Linked DNA regions of Mus musculus: regions 2, 3 and 4 are each linked to region 1. Evidence: chromatin contacts called from public HiCAR-type and promoter capture Hi-C data. All regions are on one chromosome and are shown on one strand. The core of a region is the stretch at or near the end of the contact, and the rest is flanking DNA. Distances in the headings are between cores, read along the strand shown. Region 1 holds the start of Selenop (selenoprotein P). Region 2 holds the start of AW549877 (expressed sequence AW549877). Region 3 overlaps Oxct1 (3-oxoacid CoA transferase 1). Region 4 holds the start of BC037032 (cDNA Sequence BC037032).

Evidence for each region. Promoter capture Hi-C pulls out the DNA fragments that hold promoters and counts their contacts. HiCAR-type assays count read pairs that join an accessible place to other places.
Region 2: a contact with region 1 is called in a HiCAR-type map of astrocytes, with 4 times the contacts expected there. The contact joins the promoter of AW549877 here to the promoter of Selenop in region 1. A contact is called at or near these places in 14 of 39 promoter capture datasets (the C10 cell line, the HPC-7 cell line, cranial neural crest and 9 more), 1 of 15 datasets of contacts at CTCF or cohesin (pro-B cells), 5 of 484 Hi-C or Micro-C datasets (the 63-12 cell line, CD4 T cells, nephron progenitors and 2 more), 13 of 115 datasets of contacts at active chromatin or transcription factors (the NIH/3T3 cell line, astrocytes, bone marrow-derived macrophages and 9 more) and 5 of 9 other capture datasets (adipose tissue, embryonic stem cells, liver and 2 more).
Region 3: a contact with region 1 is called in a promoter capture Hi-C map of the HPC-7 cell line. The contact joins the enhancer-like site here to the promoter of Selenop in region 1. A contact is called at or near these places in 9 of 39 promoter capture datasets (the C10 cell line, the HPC-7 cell line, cranial neural crest and 5 more), 5 of 115 datasets of contacts at active chromatin or transcription factors (bone marrow-derived macrophages, double positive thymocytes, large pre-B cells and 2 more) and 4 of 9 other capture datasets (adipose tissue, liver, macrophages and 1 more).
Region 4: a promoter capture Hi-C map of the HPC-7 cell line shows a contact between it and region 1. The contact joins the promoter of BC037032 here to the promoter of Selenop in region 1. A contact is called at or near these places in 9 of 39 promoter capture datasets (the C10 cell line, the HPC-7 cell line, cranial neural crest and 5 more), 12 of 115 datasets of contacts at active chromatin or transcription factors (astrocytes, bone marrow-derived macrophages, double positive thymocytes and 8 more) and 4 of 9 other capture datasets (adipose tissue, liver, macrophages and 1 more).

What each region holds. Positions count from the first base shown.
Region 1 is chr15:3,267,955-3,273,030 of GRCm38.p6, forward strand. Selenop (selenoprotein P) reads left to right here and starts at 3,023. Exons shown (of 5, transcript NM_009155.4): 1 at 3,023-3,098.
Region 2 is chr15:3,992,879-3,998,527 of GRCm38.p6, forward strand. AW549877 (expressed sequence AW549877) reads right to left here and starts at 2,868. Exons shown (of 6, transcript NM_145930.3): 1 at 2,737-2,868. The coding sequence starts at 2,836. Gm2093 (predicted gene 2093) reads left to right here and starts at 3,161. Exons shown (of 3, transcript NR_045740.1): 1 at 3,161-3,206; 2 at 4,527-4,606.
Region 3 is chr15:4,040,958-4,046,199 of GRCm38.p6, forward strand. All of the region lies in intron 3 of Oxct1 (3-oxoacid CoA transferase 1), which reads left to right. Among named protein-coding and RNA genes, the nearest start is that of BC037032, 16 kb to the left of the region's middle. Within about 2 kb of position 2,889, at least 77 of the 459 cell types and tissues checked have an H3K27ac peak or open chromatin away from gene starts, as enhancers often do. A contact at or near this core is called in the HPC-7 cell line, adipose tissue, bone marrow-derived macrophages and 2 more, where this site is marked.
Region 4 is chr15:4,024,217-4,029,114 of GRCm38.p6, forward strand. BC037032 (cDNA Sequence BC037032) reads right to left here and starts at 3,190. Exons shown (of 2, transcript NR_028266.1): 1 at 1,803-3,190. Oxct1 (3-oxoacid CoA transferase 1) reads left to right here and starts at 2,212. Exons shown (of 17, transcript NM_024188.6): 1 at 2,212-2,633. The coding sequence starts at 2,556.

The sequences.
Region 1 (5,076 bases), core at 1,773-4,272:
GATAGTGCTCGGTGGTCCCTTGCTGGCCAGCACCTCTTCTCCGGTGTCAGAGGCTTCCCATCTTCTTTTGTGTTCTGCACTTGCCTCAGGCACACACATTGCTGGGTATTTTCCCTTGGAGCCAGCCAAACAATCGACAGAGATCCTTTTAGGGAAAAAGAGGGACCTGCCAAGCTACTGCCACAAAGGAAAAGAAAAGGAAAAGATTCACACAGACCACCTGATTGTTGAGACCAGTCAAGAAAAGAAGTGACAGAGAAATTGACTGGCTTCAGAGAATAGGCACATGTGCCTTAATTTGGGGAAGACATTATTTACCTTGGATTCTTATGGGGATCCGAGATCCCAGTAGGTAGGCGACTTGGTACAAGTGAACAGAGCAGGGCCCTCCAATGCCTTCTACTTTCAAATGAAGTTTCTCTACGGGAAGAATAACAGATGAGACTGTGTTTTCTGTACGCTGAGCAACAGTAGTTAGCACATGGCAATCAATAGGGGCTTGTTTGTTCAAAATGCACCGACTATACAAAGGGAAAAAAAGGCTTACTTGAAAACATCGCTACCAAGGATGACATCATCTATCATCCATGTTCTGTCCTGCTGGCCCCCAGCTGAAGTTAGGCAGGAACTGAGAGAAGGAAGGTCTTAAGGAACATTAAGCAGTAGGGTGTCATCCAAAGCATGCTTACCAGGGATACAACTCATTCTTGAGACTATGGAGAAAGAAGAGAGGTCCTCCCAGGTATCCCCTCAGTGTGGGGTTTGAGTACTGGGCCTACATGAGGGGTTAAGGAAGTTTGGCTCAAGGTTACAGGTGAGCTTCTTTTTATTATTATTATTATTATTATTATTATTATTATTATTATTATCATTAGTATTATCAACCTAAACACCTTTATGTTGGAACATTTAAGGCCTTGGAGGCATGGACTCAAAATTGCTGAGAAAATCCAGAGGCTGGCTAGGGTTACAGTGTGGTCAAGACTCTTTTGAGTTTCACTAAAGACATAGAACTCAAGTAGGGGTGGGGAGACCTACATATTCGCTGCCTTGGCCTCATTTAAGCCCGCCACAGTGCAGCAGCCACCGGAAAGAAGCATTCCCCTCCTGGCCTCTTTTACATTGAAATTCTGTTCCTCCCCCAATTCCAACTAGTAATTTGTTTGTACAATTCTTATCTTTGTAGATATTTCACATCAGAATCTTTAACATTATTGAGGGAGATCAGTGCACATGGTTGCTACTGCCCTCATCAGAGAAAAAGTTTCTTTTGCAGTGGGGGAGGGGGTGGCAGAGAGAGTCACACTAGTCAACGTGCACAGAATCAGTGACTGTGGAGTCTTCAGTCTGACATCTCTATCAACTCCCTCATCCAAGATGTAGAGAGCACCACAGAAAGGTAGAAAGTTTGAAATAGCCAGAGGTTAGGGAGGACCACCCAAGATGCAGGGAGCATCACAGAAGGGGTGAAAAGTTCATAATAGCCAAAAGTTGGGGAGGACTGCCCAAGATGCAGGGAGCACCACAGGAGAAGGGGTGGAAAGTTTGTAAGAGCTAGAGGTTGGGGAGGACCGCTGCAAAGCAGTGATTTTTGGATACCATAGGACGATTGTGCTCCTGCACCCACCCACACAGCTGTTGTTAATCAAGTCTGTTTACATTTCCTCATGTGTTGGGGAGTACTCAGGAGGCTCCCACCAGGGCTGAAAAGCTACTAGCAGTTGATGGCCACTGGGAGAGAGTCATTTTTCTTCAAGGGTATGGCTTGTGTTAGGTTGCTCATGCTCTAATGGACAGCCCCGTGCCTGTACAGGTATCAACAGCCTTAACTGCACTCGGTAACAAAGCCAACCAACTAATCAAAACCAAACCAAACAACCCCATATGAAGCTGGGAGGAAAATGTGTTGGGGAGGGGTCTGGGAAGAGTTGGAGTGGGCAGTAGGGGGTCCCAGTTAGATCAAAATATATTGTATACATGCATACAGTTCTTAAGAGAAATAAAAAAAGCATAAAACATAACCCTGAAGCAACAGCTAAAAGAGACTCTGTTGGGATTTATAAGTAGCACTACAGCTGTGAGAAAACTGTGGGTTCAGCCCTGGAAGTAGCTCAGAGGGTAAAGGCTGTTGCCGGGCAAGACCCGAATTTGATTCCTGGAACCCAGTTAAAGGGGAAGCCAATTAAAGGAGAAAGGAGAGCAGGCAACTCTACAAAAGTGTCTTCTGACCTCCATGTTTGCCCTGAGGCAACCATGTGCTGCCCCTCCCCCTTCCTTAGTGTGTGTTTGTGTGTGTGTGTGTGTGTGTGAGAGAGAGAGAGAGAGAGAGAGAGAGACAGAGACAGAGACAGAGACAGAGACAGAGACACCGAGAGACAAAGATACACAAAAAGAATGAGCACTACTATATACATTTTAAATGAGGCCTGGTTTCTTTCAGATTGAAGACGATTTTCTTAGTTCATTATATTAAAGGAAACCCGCAAGAACAGAGCTCCCACGGGATTGCATACCAATTGAAATTCTGCTGAGCACAGCCAAACAAAGATAGGTCTATAGTAGCAGGAGACCAAAATAATGTGACAGCAGGTGACTTTTCTAAAGAAGCTTTCAGTGTGGGTTTAGTATAGAACTTCCTCTTCATAAAGGAAAAGGAAAACAAACATGTTTTCCCTTCTTTTAAAACAGCTGTGTAACTTGCTGGCTAGGCAAATGTTTTTCCCTATTGTAGTTTCGAAAGGAAAGGCACTTGGAGGACCTCTCTCCCCTTAGCCCTTCCTTCCACCCTGGACTGTACCATTCTTAGATTATAGGGTGATCAAAAGCAGAAAATAAGTTAGAAACTCGTCAAAAGTCGTCCGTCTTCCCTCAGTAAGTACTGCCTCAGCTGTTTAAACTTTCTTCTCATTGTGATCGGAAACTGTTCAGGGGCTTGCTGCATTTGCAAGGTCGCAGCGGGAGGGAGCACCGAACTTTGGACTGCACCTCAGAGGGCGAGGTAAACAACAGGGCTATAAAAGTCAGTGTCAGCCTGTGGCTTTGGGGAGCTGCTCTAACTAGAGCAAAGAGACAGGACGAAGCTAGTCCGAAGGGGTTGCGTAAGTAGGACTTGATTCTTTTACAGTTTGGGAAATATTTTTTCTTAGGTAAAATACGTTTCTCCCCCGCTTTAAAATAGACTTAGTAAAAAGATGACTAAAAGACATTAAAAGCATTTTTTTTGTTTAATGAACAAGAAGTGTCGGGGAAGAACAGTTAACTTTTTTTTTTAATTTTATATTTTTATTGTTGTTGATTTTTGTCCTTTACTGTGGGCAATGTAAAATGCAGCTGTTTCTCTCTGCAGGGAACTGTGGTGTCATATGGGCAATATTATCTCACTAAATTCCAGGGTTTCCCACGAAGGGTTAGAGTGAGGACAAACAAGAGGGAAAGCTAGTGGATTTCAAGAGCAGAGATGGGACAGACGCCTGTCGCACCGCACTGTACTGTAGAGGTGTCCAGGGAATTCGGAAGCAATTTCAGAACTGGGAGGGAGCAGACTGAGCAGGCTCCATCCCCAGGGCAGGGCTCCATCCTTGCTTTAAGGCAGTCCAGGTGGTGTCCTTCGGTGGGGGAGCTTTTGAATTTAAGTAGAGGGTGGAAGCCTGAAGGTGGATGAGGGGCTTTTTTTTTTTTTTTTTTTTTTTTTGACAGGGTTTCTCTGTGTAGCCCTGGCTGTCCTGGAACTCACTCTGTAGACCAGGCTGGCCTCGAACTCAGAAATCCTCCTGTCTCTGCCTCCCAAGTGCTGGGATTATAGGCATGTGCCACCACAGCCCAGCGGATGAGGGGCTTTAAAATGCTGGTCTGTTTTTGTTGTGGTCTTTGTTGTTCAAGGGGAGAGGATGTGTGGCAAAGAGTATGCTTGCTTTCCTTTTAATGGAGTACAATCAATTGTAGTTTTGAGCATGAACAGGTATCTAGGCTTGCAACTGAAGACTGTAATCGCTATAACCACTGTCCAGTTATTACTGGATCTAATTTTGTTATTTGCCTTCATTCTTTTTATATAGCTCTTCGACAGTTACAGTTAAAATGCAAAGCTTATTCCATAAAAGCAACCTTAAGCAAAGTCAAGCAGCCTATTGATTAATGATGGGAAACTCTGCAAGTGGAAACTCATCTTCTCCAGCTTTTCCTTTGTCCCTCGATCATTCTTTTCATTAGAAACGTGGGTGAAATAGTCTTCTCATTTATGTCTGCCATTTAGCCATTTGAAAATATTTGCCTTATGGCAGAGTATCAAGGGCCGTGTCTTCATGCTGCAGTTCTATAAAGACTGAATTTAGTTTAGTGTTTTGAGGTGTGTGTGTGTGTGTGTGTGTGTGTGTGTGTGTGTGTTAGCGATTGATCCCAGAGCCTCACATGAATTTAGTTTAGGAAAGAAGTACCAGCTAGATTTTCTATTAAGACGCTGAATAGCTTGGTTTTTTTCCTTCTTTTTTTCCCCAGAGCATAGAGCATATAGAAATGCTATAGTTAATGCTATAGTTATATAGGCTGCTATAGTTATTGCATGGTGATGTATTTTAAAACTCTCAGTGTATACTGGTAGCTGAGCTATCCATGTTTTGAGTTGGGCAGAACCAATTTAAATCTACTCTTGTGGATACTAATCCTGTATGGTCTTAGAGAAGGCATACAAAGTCTCTCTGAGCCACAGTTTCCTCAACTGCAGAGAGCGCAGTAGCATAAACATTCTGAGGCACAACTGGCACCTGTAAATGTGCTTAACATTTTTCCTTTTTGCCTTTATAGTTCTAGCAAAACCCAGTAACTGATTGACATAAGAATGATCCCATTATTATGGTAAATATCACCCTAAAGGAACTTCCCCGATTAAACATCAGAATTAAAAATGTGTTAGTACAAATAGCTGAAGAAGATTTAAAAGTCTTTTCCTTTTCTTGTCTTGTTTTACTTTTGGGCGTAGCCTGACAGTGTGACCCTGGCTGGCCCAGACCGTGTTATATGTAGACTTATTATATAAGATTCACTTGCCTCTGCCTTCCAAGAGCTGGGATTAACGGTGTG
Region 2 (5,649 bases), core at 1,618-4,117, 720 kb after region 1:
CACTTGCTCTGGGAGCACTGGGATTACAAGGGCACCACTAGGCCACCTGACATGCTTGCACCGGAAGTGCTTAACCTACTGAGCCATCTATGTAGTTCTTAGTCTATTCTTACAATGTTTCTTTTACAATGTTGATATACTCTAAAGTACTTACAATCTTACAGCTTTTACTGGAATAATACAAAATCTACAAGTTTGCAGAAAGAGTGTCTGTTGAATGCATGCAATTTTATAAATGTACTAGCTAAATTAACTAAAAGAAAAATTGATCAGATCAAATATTCATAAAATATCAGACTGTAAACAATTCTAAGTTATCATACTTGTATGTCTAGCTGGTATAACTACAATGCCAATTTAAAGGGTTATATCTTATTCCTTTAAAACGTCAAAATGAAGGACTACAGAGATCGCTCAGCAGTTGAGGGAACTGACTGGTCTTCTAGATGACCCAGGTCTAAATCGCAGAACCCACATGACAGTTCATAACTGTCTCTAAGTCCAAGATCTGATACCTTCACACAAAAATGCAGGCAGGTAAAACACCAATACACATAAAATTGAAATAAATTATTAAAAAAAAACTTTGAAACTGAACAAATTACCGCATTCCTTCAAAACCTATAGGAAAACAAACAGAAAACAAAAAACCCCAATACCTCCTGCATGTTTTCTTACCACAACTTAGCCAACTTTCCAAACTTTACCATCTTAACTCAACCATCTGTTTACTACAATATTTTCTTTATTTCTGATTTTGAGGGCCCCAAAGATACTGTCCACCCTTCTACTTCACTTAATGAAGTACATATCCATACCACAGTACAAGACACAAAGTCTTTAAGCATCTTTTCTGCACTACAGAAGCTTTCACAGGCATCCAGCAGTGGACAGACAATGTAGTATTTGGTGAACAGATAAGCTGCTCAGTGTTAGAATAAAATACCATCAGCTATGTCAGCAGGTAGTCACTTAGTGACCTTAAGCTTTAGAGGATTTTCTACTGCTATAAGATCGCTCTTAAGTTAGCAGTCTTCACATCTCTCCTTGGCCCAGAAGTACCACCCTACTACCCAGAAAACAAGATTCTACTGAGAACCAAAATGGTCCAGACCATCGGCCTCCCCACGTCCTGTACAAGCTATTTATATTTTTCCCGTTAACTTCTGAGATTACTGTAAATGCAAAGACTTGTGCTGAACTGCTGAAGTCGCTGCTGAAGAGGAGTGTCATAGTTATTATTATAGGTCAGGTGTGGTGGTGGCATATCTATCATTCTGGAAAAGTCCATAAAAATACATTCTTTCTACTAGAAATATTTAAAGTAAACTGAGAAGGTTCCTATAATCTTCAGAGAAGGTCCTTCTTATAAGTCTATGCAGGACAATATCATACTGTTAAGAATGAGAACTATATGGCCATAAATACAGAGCACTCTTAAGTGGAATGATGGTTAGCACTCTATTATCTAGTTTGAATAAAATTGAAACTAACGATACTGACAACTCAAGAAAAACATATGACTGTTAAGCTAAGGGACCAATTTCCGATGTCTATTGATTTTGATGTATGAAAAAGGGCCAAGTATAATTCAAATACATATAATCTGGTGTTAAGTAAGCCCTGTTAGTAATTCTCCAGTAAGATTAACGTCAATGTTGCCTAGTAGATTGTAAAGCAGATAGCTACAGTTATGATTTTAGTAAATTTTCAGATGTATAAACAAAGCCTCCAAACAAGGCCATGGAACACTGAACCTCCTTTCCAGGCCTCCTTTCACAATGGATCATAGAATTCTTTCATAAGAAAATATGAATTACTGTTAGGCTCAGTAATAAGTAAGTAAGACTACCTGAGCTCTGGCTGACACATGACCCAGGGAGGTAACAGTGACTACAAATTCTATGTTCCGCTTGCCACAAACCAAAAGATAAAAAGCCTCAGTGTGGTCATATGTGCTTCATTTAATTATAGAACTGATTCCGTAAATACACCAACTAGTCAATCACCTGGGAGAAATGTTTCATTTCGGTCATCGTATGACTCTAATCACAAGAATTTTAAAGCTCATGGATGGTAAAGGCTCAACATTCAAAAAACAAAAAAAGATTACTGTCGAACCAATTGGCAACTGAGAATTTATAAAAAGCAAACCGAGTCTGATGTCAAAAGAATGACGTATTTCCTAACCTATTTTCCCTTCTAAGAAAATACCTAAGGACTAAAATGGGGCGGGGGGGGGAGCATTAAAATTACACCATAACTGTGTACAATATGTATTTACAGCTGAATTTTGAATTGAAAACAAAGTGGAAATTTACAAGGCAGTAATGAAAAAGTGAACTGTCATGCATGTCTCTCTGAATGCAAAAAAAAAAAAAAAAAAAAAAAAAAAAAAAACAACAAAAAAACATACTGTTCATTTTCTGGGCAGTATGAACATTCCGGAGAAAGTCCGTGTGTACTTTTATTTAAAGTCTACCCTTCTCGCAGATTCGACACCACACATCTGGTCGGATGTAAACAAAAAGGATTTCAAGGAACGTAGAAAACGCTGCATGGGTAACAGGACATCTGAGGAGAGGGCAGATGACTGCCCAATGGGGACCAAGCTCAGCAGTGCCAGCACCAGGGACCCCGCCTCGGACCGAAGGCCGCGCCTTCTGGCCACCGAGCGCAGCGGTCCCCTCGCATCTCACCACCGTCCGCCCACTTCCCTCTGCGGCGCTCCCTCACCGTCTTCCCCCGCGGCTTCGCTAAGGTGCTGTATGTGAGCCTGAGCCAGGTCCCCGAGCTCTTCCACCCGCCTCACCACACCGGACACCGCGGCCGCCATGGCCAGCTCGGGCGCGCCCGCCCTGTCCACGTGACCACGTGAGCCCCAGATCACCTGACGGCCTGGCTGGCGGAGTGGGGGCGGAGCCCGCCCAGCCGGTGGGCGGAGACATAGGCTCCGGGCTACGACCGCCCCGGCCCGCAAAGGTCGTTCCGGGTATTTAGTTCCTCCCAGTGGCCCTCTCCCTCCCACAATCCCGTGCTGCGAGGGGCCAGTCGATGATGTAAGGGCACACCTCTCTCCCGCCTTCTAATTTCAACCAATCGGAAGCCGACCATGCCCCGAGCTGAGCCAATAGGACATCGACTCTCTCCGCGGGTGCAGGGAGATTGCAGCCGCAGCAGCTGGCTGGAAGAGGGCGGTTTGGAAGGTCTGGAAAGAGGATTTGCAGCGGTTGGCGCTGTAGTGAAGGAGGTGGACTAAAATAAAACTTGATTGTAATGGTGGGGGCGGGGGGTGGTGGGGGAAGGTCAGAAACGGAAGTCTGCGGACGGGTGAGATTCATCCAAGCTGCGAGACCTAGTGTGAGGGCAGACAACTTGGCAGTCCTCAGCCTGCTAGCTGGCATAACGCTTTCCCCGAATCTTCACCCTGGAGCTTGTTTTTACTCCGGATTGATCTTGGCTAGCTCACACTTAAAGTACCTTAAATGTCTTGCGACCTAAACGTGGCAGCGACCTCACTGTCTTAGTTCACCTTGAGACCTTCCTGACAAGTGTTAAGTGTTCTTCCGGGTCTTAATCAGCACTCAAGTGGTCAAATTGCTTTGCATTCCATGAATGCTAATTCTTGCCTATGGCCACGGAAATCTAATGCTGTTTTGGCTTTTTGTTTGTTCGTTTGTTTCCCCCGGTTTGGCACAATATATTTTGAATAACTCTACCCTTCATCTTAATTTTAAGGTTTTTGTTGTAGCCTGGTAGAAAATATTTAAACTATGAAAATAGTAATGTGATCGTTTAAGAGTGACTAACCACAGTCACTTTTCTGCAAGTGGCCATGATGACCAGTTTTTTTCTCCTGTCATTTTACTCTAAATGCACAGAGCAAAAAACACGTGCTCTGTGTCTTCGGTACTTGTGTAATGCCCTTACGTACTTGGGAAAATGGTTTTTAATAGAAAACAATAATCAACAACAAATCCTTATGATACTTTATAATGAAGAATCTGAAGGCCAGAAAAATTGCATTCTATAATCAAGGTGAACTACAGAATTCAAACTCTTATGCTAGAGTGTTGACTTACTCTGTAATCCCAGAACTTGAGAAGCTAAGGCTGGAGGGGATGCTGGCAGTTCTAGAGCAGCCAGTACATACTGAGACCCAGTTTACAAACAAGCAAGCATCCCACAGAAATTAAGGACCCATATTCTAACATGCCAAACTGCACTAAATAACATTTCCAGGCACAAGCTGGAGAGATCATTGCTGGCAACCACATGGCCACTCCCAACTGTCTAGGCCTCCAGCTCCAGGGCATCTGATGCCTCTTTAGATCTCCATGGGCATTGTATACGGACATATATATGCAGGCAAAATGCACATAAAGAAAAAAATTACAATCATGATGATGCATCAAACTACAGTATTCTATATGGAAAGTCTTAACACTGGGAATTATTGTTCAACTGATATTTTGGTGTGTTCATTTTCAGAGAGAGAGTTGGAAATCTAGTCTTTTTTTTTTCAGATAAGGAGGAGAAGGATGAGACTGTTAACCTCCAAACTAAAGAATACATGATTCTGTGGTTTATTCAAGATCTTAACAAAGTAAGTTCTCATAGAAAGCTGGTTTCATCACAGAGAGACACCGGCAACAACCAGACCTTAGTAATTCACAAGGAAGTATTGAAACACAGAACCCTTGTACTAGAAAAAAAAATGCATTTCCCCTCCAAGTTATAGTTAGTTCTTTTTACTTTAGGAAATGCACATGAATAGAACAAATAAAAGATAAAAGCCATATTTTAAATCTCAGATGATTAGAATGTGCCAAAAATATGAAAGAAGCAAATTGATCACATTCGAACTACCTCCCTTTCCCTAACATACAAAATTTAGCTATATATCCAGCAAAGGAGAAATAAAATCATGTAGATTTTTACGAAAGATTTAAAGTTTTTAAATTTAAATATTTTTAAACAGAAATCTTGCTTGTCTCTGAACTACCAGTTCTGTTACTAATACCAATGGTTTGTAACATTGTTTTGGAAACTTCTCTCACTACCTTTGTTTGGGGTGGCGACAGACTTATTTTCTCATATAAGTGAACCAAATGACTAACAGTGATGTGTATGTGTGAATGTAATTACTTGCCACAGAAGGCTTCTATATACTAGGACCATTACATATTTATTTGGCTATGCATTCTGATTGTTGCCACTGCAACTACAACAGTAAATGCCTCTGCCATAACCCCTGCCCTCTCACAGTTTATCTAGTAAAGCAGTGTAGAGATAATAACAATACACAGCGAATTCAAAATTTTAGAATTATGGGAGGCACTAGGAAGGAAAATTAAAGAAGTAATATTTGATGTGAGATACTGAAGAAGAGGCTCCTCAAGAAATGATAGTGGCACCTAAATGATGGTAAAATTGGCCAATGGAGAGTAATAGTTGCTCAGCCAGAAGCCAATCAAGAGAGAGAAAACACATGATGTCCAGCATAGTGCTAAACACCTCAAGGTCCAGACTCGGGCAAGTGGTGAGCTAGAATCCTGAGTAGAATAGCAAGTCTTTGCTAAGACAAGCGAATGGGGCAAGGCCTCATGGTAATGCGAACATAGAAAATTCAACTTATGGAATTATGAA
Region 3 (5,242 bases), core at 1,639-4,138, 770 kb after region 1:
TGAGCCATTAGGTGTTAGGGATATAGCTTACTTATTATTTTATTTTTATCATCCATGATGATACTATTACATCAGACAAATGTGTTCTCTGAGGTCATGCATTAGAGACACTGCAGAAAGACACACTCTGTTTGTAAGCGACTAATAGACTTTTCAAGGCCTAAGCACTGTTCTTTATCTGTTCCAGTTGTTGAGAATCTTAGGCATTGCCTTGTTGCTATGCCAGGAGACTAGTCTAAAACAAAGCAAAGGCCAAATACATAGTCAGCCCCAGAGCCAAGATCAGCAAATACAGAAGGTAATCTTTAAATAGAGCCAAAATGTGTAATGTGTTGCAAAAATATACAGAAACAGAGAGGTGTGAAAGAGTGGTCAGAAAACTTCCAAGTAATGAATGACCTACTGTGTTTGGGTTTTTAAAATGGACTCTGTAGGCTTAGAGGGAGCTTCAGACATTTAAAATTACAGAAACCAAATGGGCTTTTTTCTGATTGTGATTTTATTAGTCATAGCTCAGTATATTATCCCTGGTAGCTGAGGAGTTTACCAAAGGTACTCCTTTAAAAGGACAGATTATAGTGGCACGAAAGCAGCATGACCCTTAAATAACCCTGTAGACAATAACAGAAGGGTACTGTTGTCACTGGTGTGTGCCTGGAGGCCTTACGAGAGCCAGCATTTAGTGGTTTTATACATAGAAGGTGGGGAAGAGAGCGTGAGTATTACTGATCCTGCCATCACTGTTCTCTGGCCCCTAATCTCTCTGATAGTGCCTTCCCTAGGCTCACCCCAAGCAGCAGGCAGTGGCCAGAGAGCTTCTTGGTTCATGGTGGATGTTGGCCACCCTGGCTACTGAACTGACTGGAAGCTAGCACTGGACCCAGAGGGACATGTAGGGAATACAGAGTGACTGAGCTGGTCAGCTTTGATGTCACCCATCATTCACTGAAGGACTGTTTGGACTGGATGAGGGCACAGGCAGGGGATCCTGTAGGGCTGAAAGCTAGCTGAGAGCGAGCAAGGATCCCTGAGGGATTCCCTTTCTGCTCTTGACTGTGATCGGGATAGTTTAATGTCCTGCCTTGTCTTTCCTGCGATGGGGGACCATTGCCCGCCTGGAATTCTAAGCTAAACGCATGCTTCCCCCTGCCCTTTGTCAGGCTGCTTAGTCACAGGATAGTTCATTTCTGTTCCAGAAGCTCTGGCTGGAAGGGGCATGTGAAATGCAGCAATACATTCTTTTGACAAGTGCTCACCAAGTATTTCTGCAGTCACCTTTATTTGTCATATAGCTGACAGGTGCTTGGGATGCAGAAGTGAAAGAGAAAACAGAAAACAAAACCAAAACACACTACCACTACCACCACGACCACCCCTTTCCTCCTCCTCCTCTTCCTCCATCCCTCCCCTCCCTCCCCCCCAGCACCAGCAGGGTATGACCTGTCACAGACCTTCTGTTCTATTTGGGAAAGACAGATAATAGGTAGTCAACATAAAAATGGGCAAATTTTCTGATACATTGGAAAGCTGTGTAACATGGGGTAAAAAAAGGAAGCAAGTAAGCAAGAGGATTGGGAACCAAGTAGGGAGGCTGCTGTCAGCAATCAGTGGTGTAATCAGGATGATGCTAAGGTCGCCTCTGAGCCCACACTTGAAGGATGTGAGAGAGGAGCCAGCCGTGCAGAGAATAGTTTCAGAGACAGGAAAAGGCCCTTGGGGAAGCATGTCTGGCAGGACCTGGGGAGCTGAAGGGACAACAGAGAGGCAGAGAAGTGACAGAAGACTAGCCCAGCAGGAATGATGTCAGAGACAGAGAAGGCGTGCAATTGGCAGGCTTTGCCTGCTGCTCTAGAGCACTTTGCTTTATTCCGAATGAAGGCTACCTTTGCAGAGTGGTGGCCCTTTCTACTTCTATGTTTTATAAAGTGTTATTTGGCTGCCATATTCAAAGTAGATTGTAGGGGCAGAAGCAGAAGAAGCAGATGAAGCAGATGAGGTTGCCCTAAAAGATGGTACCAGGTAGAACGGGGAGCAAGAAACGGTTTGATGCCTAAACAGGTTGTGGAGATAGACTTGGTGGGTGGAGAGTTAAAGATCACTCCTCTAGGTTTCTTTCTGCCCATCTCTAGGAGGGAGCTGCTGAGCTCTGCTGCGCACCAGGCTGCTGAAAGAAGCTAAGTTAGGAGGGGGAATTGCTAACGTCAAGCAGGGCCTGAGTCTCAGGAGCAGGTTAGAGGAAGGGTGCTTGAGGAAGGGCGTGGAAGAAAGAGAAGGAGGAAGAGGAAGGAGAAAGAAAACCAGAAGAGAGAAAGAACAGAAAACTTTACTCACTAAGAAGACAGTATCTCCGGCACCTGGAGCCCTCTAGTGGACAAGTATGTTATTAACCCATAAGGCTGTTTCCCCCTTTAAAGAAGTTTTCAAAGTAGGAAACTATGGGGTGGGGGTTTGCTTACTGTCTTCTGTACTTAGGGGAAGATTGGGTAGATGAGAAGCCACAGCCCTGCCACTTCCCCTCTTTGCCCTGGGTGAGGTGAAGTCGATCTTGTGTGTGATCTCCTTCACGGACTTCATTGGAACCTGTTAACGGAAACTGCACCAGGAAGGGAAAGGAAATGCTGCTTAGCCTTTAATTTTCTTTTATAGAGAGAGAGTGAGAGAGAGTGAGCGAGAGAGAGCAAGAGTGAGAGTGAGAGAGAGCGAGAGAGAGCGAGAGAGAGACAGAGAGAGAGAAAAGAAAGAGAGAGAGAGAAAGAAAGAGAATGTAAATTGTATAGGTATTTTTATGCCTCTGGTGGGTAGGAAGCACAGATTTCTGAATGATTAACAGTTTCTCGTTAACTGTAGGCCTCGAGGGATGTGGTGTGCAGGATGCTGTGGGGAGGGGAAGAGCAAGCCTACAGATCATGAAGGAGCCCTGTGAATCGGAATGGGCACTGGTGAGCCTGTTAACAGAACATAGGCAAGTGGTCGTTGAAAGAAATGCTAGTAGTTTGTCCCACAGGCTGCCATACTTAACACCTTTGCATGTTAAACATGTGGGATGTTGCTAGGGGCCATTGGATTAATAACCCCAGTTCACTCTTCTGTTAGGTCCCGTGTGTCTGTGCCAGGCAGCTCAGCTGGATGAACCGTCTCCCCAGTGTCTCTTGATTGAGCGACCCCCCTCTTCTCCATTGCTGCCGCCTCCACCTTAGTTCAGACGCTCACCGTCTTTGACCTTTCGCTGATCTCCCTGCCTTTGATGGGGTTTTCAGAATCCATGGTATAGCCTGTCTCCTGTCAGCTGAATTGCCATCTAATCGCCTGCCATCTTCTGTCCTTCAGGATGAAGTCCCTCCAGGCAGATCACAATCAGGCCTTCCTCCCACTCCTGCCTCTAGTCCACATGCTGTTCCTTCTGAGCCCTGAGCAAGATGCCTCCTGCCTCAGGATCTCCATCTCTGACCTTGTTCTCAAACAGTGTTTTCTTTGGATTCTGTGTATTTTCACCTCTGTACAACCTTTTCCCCTTGCTAGACTTTCTCCACCCCCTTCTCCATCTGTGGTCCTTGATCTTCTGTGTTCCCATCATGTATTCTAAAGACATCACTTAACACATCCCTCCCCTCTGCTGCAATTACAGGCTTCCTGTTTATTTCCTCGGAACTCTCAGGTCTACACAGGGACAGGCATAAGCCTTCTCTGGGCTGTAGCCACACAGGCTGACATCCCTTCTCTAGGGTGGAATAAGCACTCAGTCTGGGCTTGCTGGATGAGTGAGTTGTGCAGACCACACAGCCCAGCAGAACGTGAATGTGGCCCTCAAGAGGAGGAAATACAGGCCGCTGTTTCTAAGAAGATTTCACAGTCAATCTCATTGCAGTTTTTCACATAATTTATTTTTTTATTCATATTACATCCCAGTCGGAGCCCCCCTTCCTCTTCTTCTCCTAGTCCTGTCCTTAGAAATCCCTCCACCCATTGTCCCCTCCCCACTTCTCTTCAGAGGGTTCCCACCTTGGGACTCTCATGGCAGTTTTATCCTTTAAAAAAAACTGTAGATACCTAATATAGAGTGATATAGAAAACTGACCCTACATAGATGTACCAAAGGGACTTTACAAGCTGAGTGGCCATGTAGCCAACACCTGTACAAAGAACACAGGACAGGATCAGTCTCCGGAAAACTCACTTCCTAATGCCTGCAGTCACTTCAGTCACTGGGAAGTTGTCCCCCTGCCCCATCTACATTATGGACACTTTGGACCACACACGTTAATCCTGTCAAAGTCTGAAGCCCTCGTAAAGGAAGTGATTCAACATGCACACGTTTGTGAATAGCTTTTTTTACTCAGTGTTCTGTCTAAGTCTGTCCGTGGTGGCTAGTGCAGGTCCACTGTGCAGTCTCGTTGCTGTATCTGACTGAGTTGTCTGGATAAACTATAACTTATCTATTCTGTGGATGGGCAGGTGGGAGGCTCTCATTTTGCCTGTAATGGGCACTGTGTTGAAGGATGTATTATATATGTTGTCTAGTGAGCATTAAGTATGAATTCTGGTTTGGTAGAGACATGAGAGGAAATGATGATTCAGTAGCATAAGGATGACTGTTTTCAGGGTTGTTGTTGTTGTTGTTATTATTATTATTATTATTATTAGTGTCAGAGTATTATTTTTTCAATGCTAACAGTGTCCCAATGCCACTCCCTAAAGTGGTCGGTATACATTCATCTTAGCACACGAGAAAAATCCTTGTGTTTCATGCCCTTGCCAACTGACATGTTTTTTTTCTGTTTATAAATCATTCCTTTGTTGTCTAGATTATACAATCATATCTTTGTTATATAATCCTATTTATTTGTTGTTATCAGTATGATTTTCACTGCCAAAAATATTTGATCCTTAAAAGTAGTTTTCTATAGCCAGCCCTTGGCAGGTTGAGGTAGGAGGGTCCTATGTCCCCAGCTGATGTGGATTACATAGTGAGACTGCCCCAGACAGACATACCAACCTGCAAAGTTTGTTTTCTCTCTCTCATTGCCTAGTGAAGTTCCAGAACCTTTGAGTAGGAGGGAAGCTTCCATTCAATAATTCGTCTATCTTATAACAGAAATTGTGCTTTAAAATGTAGGTACACCATATACAGTTACCAAACCCAGACACTATTGTGGATACCAACAAATGCTTGCTGACAGGAGCCTGATATGGCTGTCTCCTGAGAGACTCTGCCAGTGCCTGACAAATACAGAGGTGAATGCAC
Region 4 (4,898 bases), core at 1,940-4,439, 760 kb after region 1:
TTAAGAGTGTGAATGTTAAGTGGTATAAGGTTTTACAAGGAAAATCTCATGAATGTAGAATATTGGTTAGAAACTGCTTTTCAGAGTACTGAGGAAAGTGGCCCTGCAATTGCAGGCCTATAATCCTAGCTACTTGGGAGGCTGAGGCAGAAGGATGAGAAGTTCCAGTCCAGCCTGGACTACAGAGTGTATTTAAGGCTCAGCTGGGCAACTTAAAAACAGAACAGGGGATATACTCATTGGGAATGCCCACGCAGGAGGCCTTAGATTCAGTCCTCAATCCCCATGCCTACATAATGGGAGAGGGAAATGGTCCTACTAATAAGAAATTTAAAAGAATCAGACTTTTTATATGCAAGTTATAAATTAAAATGGCTTTTGTAGAATCAGGAAAAAAGATTGGTACAGAATAAACACTCTTTCAAGTTGAATTGATGCCTTACACATTGTTGAGCTGATGTAAAATGAAGCCGTGGGCTTATCAAAAAATGCAGCCCCTCTCCCTTCTGGCTGTGCAGTACGGAGGCTGGTTTTGCTTTTTTGTTTGTTTTGGTTTTGTTTTTCCTAGCAGCCTTAATTCTGCAGAATAATAAATTTAAAATATCCACCGTCTTCATTTAGGAGAAATACATGTGACCAGCCAAGAAGAGTGAGTCAGATGACTACGAGACAAGTTGCCAGTGCTTTTTTTTTTTTTTTTCCCTTTCACGTGGCCCTGGAAGGAAAAAAGTGGAAGAACAACTGTAGTACCAGCTTTTGTTGTTCCTTCTCAAAACTGCAGCACAACAGCCGCCATGTTAGGGCTAGTCATGGGACTTCGGTTTAAACATTCGAACTCTTCACAGCTTATTAAAATGCGCCCCCAAAATATCCAGGATTACTGAGTTCACTTCTCCTATGCAATCAGATGATAGTTTAACTTGATATTTTATTTCCATGTTAAAACCGTAATCTTTACAGGAGACATTTTTGAGTTAAGGGAGTACTGAGGTAGTTGCTTTTCTGTGCAGATTTTTAAATTCCTTATTCATTTGTTTTGGCGCACATACACAGGCATGCACTCGCTGCAGTGCATGTGAGGTCGGAGGAGGACTTGGCTGGAGTTGGTTCTTCCCTGCTACCATGTGGGTCCCAGGGATCAAACTGAGGTCACTAAGCTTGGAGGCAAGTGTCTTTACCATCTCCCCAGGCCAGTAGACAGGTTTTAATTAAACAGGACTGTTCATCCTTCATTGTATCGGCATACTTTTTAAGGAAGTTAAAGAGTCATTTACTGTTGTCATGGGTTTTGCATCACTTCAAATTTAAACTGTTCTTCCAGGACTCGATGGGCTTTTAATCCAATAAAAGGATTTCCCGGGCTTCCAAGTGGTCTTTTAAACTCGGCGGTGAGTGTAGAACGTCCTGAAGAAATGGTTCAGGCCGGTTGGGTGCCAGTCAAAAGATAAGGCTTGAGCCAGGCACAATTGCACATACTCTGGGATAGGCTGCCGCAATAGAAAAAAGTTGGAGGTCAGCCTGAGCCATATATAGAGTTTCAGTGGGACCTAAGAGAGCTAGAGATCCTTCCTCAAACAAAACAGCAAAAAACAAACTCCAAAACGAAAACCTCCAAAACGATGAAGTTAACCCACCACCGAATATTAGCTAAATTTAGTGCCGAGCATTTTTGTGTTCATTGTGTCCCTTGACTGGCTTTTCTCATACAAAACTGCAACAGGAAGAGCATTACAAGGTGAGGGGAATTATACAACATGGACAAGGACGAGGAGGAGAGGAGACAGACACTTCTGTGCTTATACCTGTTCTGTAATTTCTGGAATTGTTGGGACTCCGGTTCCAGGAAAATTCTGGAACACAGAGTAGGATGATGGGGAACAACAGCCCAGTTCTAATCTTGTCCCTCTGTCGGTTAAGCAGGTCATGTCTCATGAGGGTCAGTCAGCACGCTGCTGGGTTTCAGAGGAAACTAAGGGCAAAACCAGACTTGAAGAGAGTTGTGGGTGTTGGGGTTGAGAAATGTTGGAAAGGTGAGCTGTCTAGATCTGGAAGGAGATCTTTATCAGTGACCCTTTGTACCTGTACTCATTCCAGAGGGCGATTTGGAAAAGTAACACGTTCAGTAAGAGACCCTCCAGGCCCTTGGCAACCCGAAACCCTGGTTGATGCCAAGCCTTGCGCGAGGGGAAGGCAGGCTCTAGCGCCCCCTCCAGCCTGAGTGCAGCGCCCGCCGCTGCGGGTGTGCCCGCAGATGAGCTGGAGCCCAGCACCTCCGGCCCCGGCACAACCCGCGGGGCTCGTCCTAGCTGTGCAGCCTTTCCATTCCTAGCCGTGAGCCCCTCCCTGTCTCGCTTCTTGACAAGCCAGCAGGCAGCAAGGGGCGGCACCGCTCTGAGGTCCCGAGGACGTCACTGACGCGCGGTCGAGCCTCCAGCCCGCCCTACCGCTCGCCTTGCCTTCTCTCTTCTTAGCCGGTGACGCCGCCGCGGCCCCGGGCAACCAGCACTCGCACGCACTCCCGCGCGCGCCACCGTCTCCCGCACCCGGGGCCGAAGATGGCGGCTCTCAAACTCCTGTCCTCTGGGCTTCGGCTCGGCGCCTCAGCCCGCAGCTCGCGGGGCGCCCTGCATAAGGTAAATTGAAGGTGCAGGGGGGCAAGAGGAAGGCCACGCGCGGACGAGCTGCGAGCGGCGCGCGCGTTCTTTGCCCTGCCCATCTCCACCGCCTCTGGTCGGGGATCTGGCATCTGCAGCGCCGTGCCCGGGGGTTGGGGGTGGGGGCTTGGAGACGCTCGGGTTTCAGGGTAGCCCCGCCGCCGCTTGTCTGTCTGTCTGTCTGTCTGTCTGTCTTTGCTTCTCCATCCACTTCCCCGCTGTGCTTGCAGCGGTGGAGAAGCGGTCGAGGCTCTGTGTACCAAAGCCACGCAGCAACGCCTTAGAGACAGACTGTCGGCGTCCAGGGACTCGCGTCCCCATCTCCCGCCACTCCTACAGACTCCAGGCTCCAGGCCGACGCCCTTGGGAAGGGGGTCCCCGGGGCCGTCGCCCTAGGTAAGGGCCGGTTGGAGGAGAGGAGCGGAGAAGGGCGGCGCGCTGAGGCTTGCGCCCCACCTGAGGGAGCTGCTGGCGCCGGCTGAGGCCCAGAACCCCGGGCCGGGTTAACCGCTGCTGGCTCAAGTTCACCGCCAAGTGGGCGGATGCTGTGCGCTGCGGAGGCGGACTGCCGCTCCCCATCCTCCCCTTCCCTATATGGCGGTAGAAAGGGGAACCCGGACTGGAGCTCTTGTCACGGGGCGATTTAGCCTGCCAAGCGTTTGGAAGCAGAAGGAGGGCTGGCGGCGCTCCGCTGCAGTTTGCAAACGCCTCGGTCCTTTATTTTGAATTCCTCTCCGTCCCCTCCGGGTTAGAGACTTGCAATGTTCAAAGACCGTAAAAAAACAAAAATCAAAAACAAAAACAAAAAAACCCAAACACCTTGACCCACAGAATGGTATCCTGAGTCGCCCTCCTAGCAGACTAGCTGGTGGTGGATATTTTTGCTTATACATTGTAGAGGGTCTAGCCTCTAAGCACACATTCGGGTTGGATTTGAGTATGGGACCAAGGAACTGAGTGCTGGAGGAGGGTGGGGAGGAGGGTGGATTCACCTTGGAGTGTTCAGTTTGCTCAGGAGCCTCTTCCCGAACCTGCAAAGTTTTCTTTGAAGAGGTTTCAAATTGCAGTCCTGAACTTAAGAAGAGTGCATCACGCAGGGCATTTACTTGCACTGTGTGCTCTTGAACTCCTTCCCCTGTTGCTCATTTCCTTGCCTTCAATCTCTGAGTGTTGAGAATCTAAAGATGTCATCACAGGACTCCCTCGTGTGCTAGGGAATGGTTCAGAACTGAGTCATTGCGTTGTTAAATTCCTCAAAGGAGGCATTTGGGTAATTGCATGCAAATTTGGATGCACTTAACCACCAGCCAACCTGCTGCAAGTGATGGAGCAGATGCAAAAAACCAGGACACAGGGATGTCCTTGGGCCAAGGTCAAAAACTTTCTTTTGACAGTGCATGTTTGTCTAAGTTTAAATTATTCACCTCTAGTCTACCCCACTTTCAATATAATCATTAAACCATTTCTCAAGCCAGCAAACCTCTAGGTGGATGAGCTGTAATTATGGGTTAGTAAAAAGTTCATGGCCCAGTTCAAAGTTAGGCTTCTCAGGAATGAGGAAAGAAGGTGCAGCTCCTGCTCTCTGGGGTGTTCTGCCCGCTTATGCATTGGTTGGCCTTACTGGCTGCTTGCTTAGCGCGTAAGTCATCCGCCTCTGCTGAATTGTAATACCCCTGTGCTGAATTGTAATACCCCTGTGCTGAATTGTAATACCCCTGTGTTCGTTTCACTGGGACCACGGTATACCTCAGTCCTTTGCCTCCCTCAACACTGCAGACTGCTCTGCCAAGAATACTCATTTTAGTACACACCTGAGAGAACCTGGTGGATACCTTCAGTAACCTTGAATACTTTCTGGCTAAATGTAGCCAACAGGTAAACTGAGATAGATATTTAAAAAATGCTTTTATGCTTTTGTTTTGGGAGACAGGATCTTGCTATGGGGGCCAGGAAGGCCTGGCACCCATGATTCTTTTGCTTCAGCCTACAGAATTCTGAAATTAAAGGTGTGTACTTATTTACCATGCTTAAAAAAAATCTTCCTTCCCTCCCTCCTTCCTACTTCCCTCCACCCTTCCTTCTTTCCCTTCCTCTGTCCTTCTCCCTCCCTCTCTCCATCTCTCTTTCCTTATTTTCCTTCATCCTTGCTTCTTTCCCTGCCTCCCTTTCTCCTTCCTTCTCTCCCTCCCATTCATGGTGAACAAGTTCCTTGTCTGGAGCTATAGCATGACCTGGAATTACCTG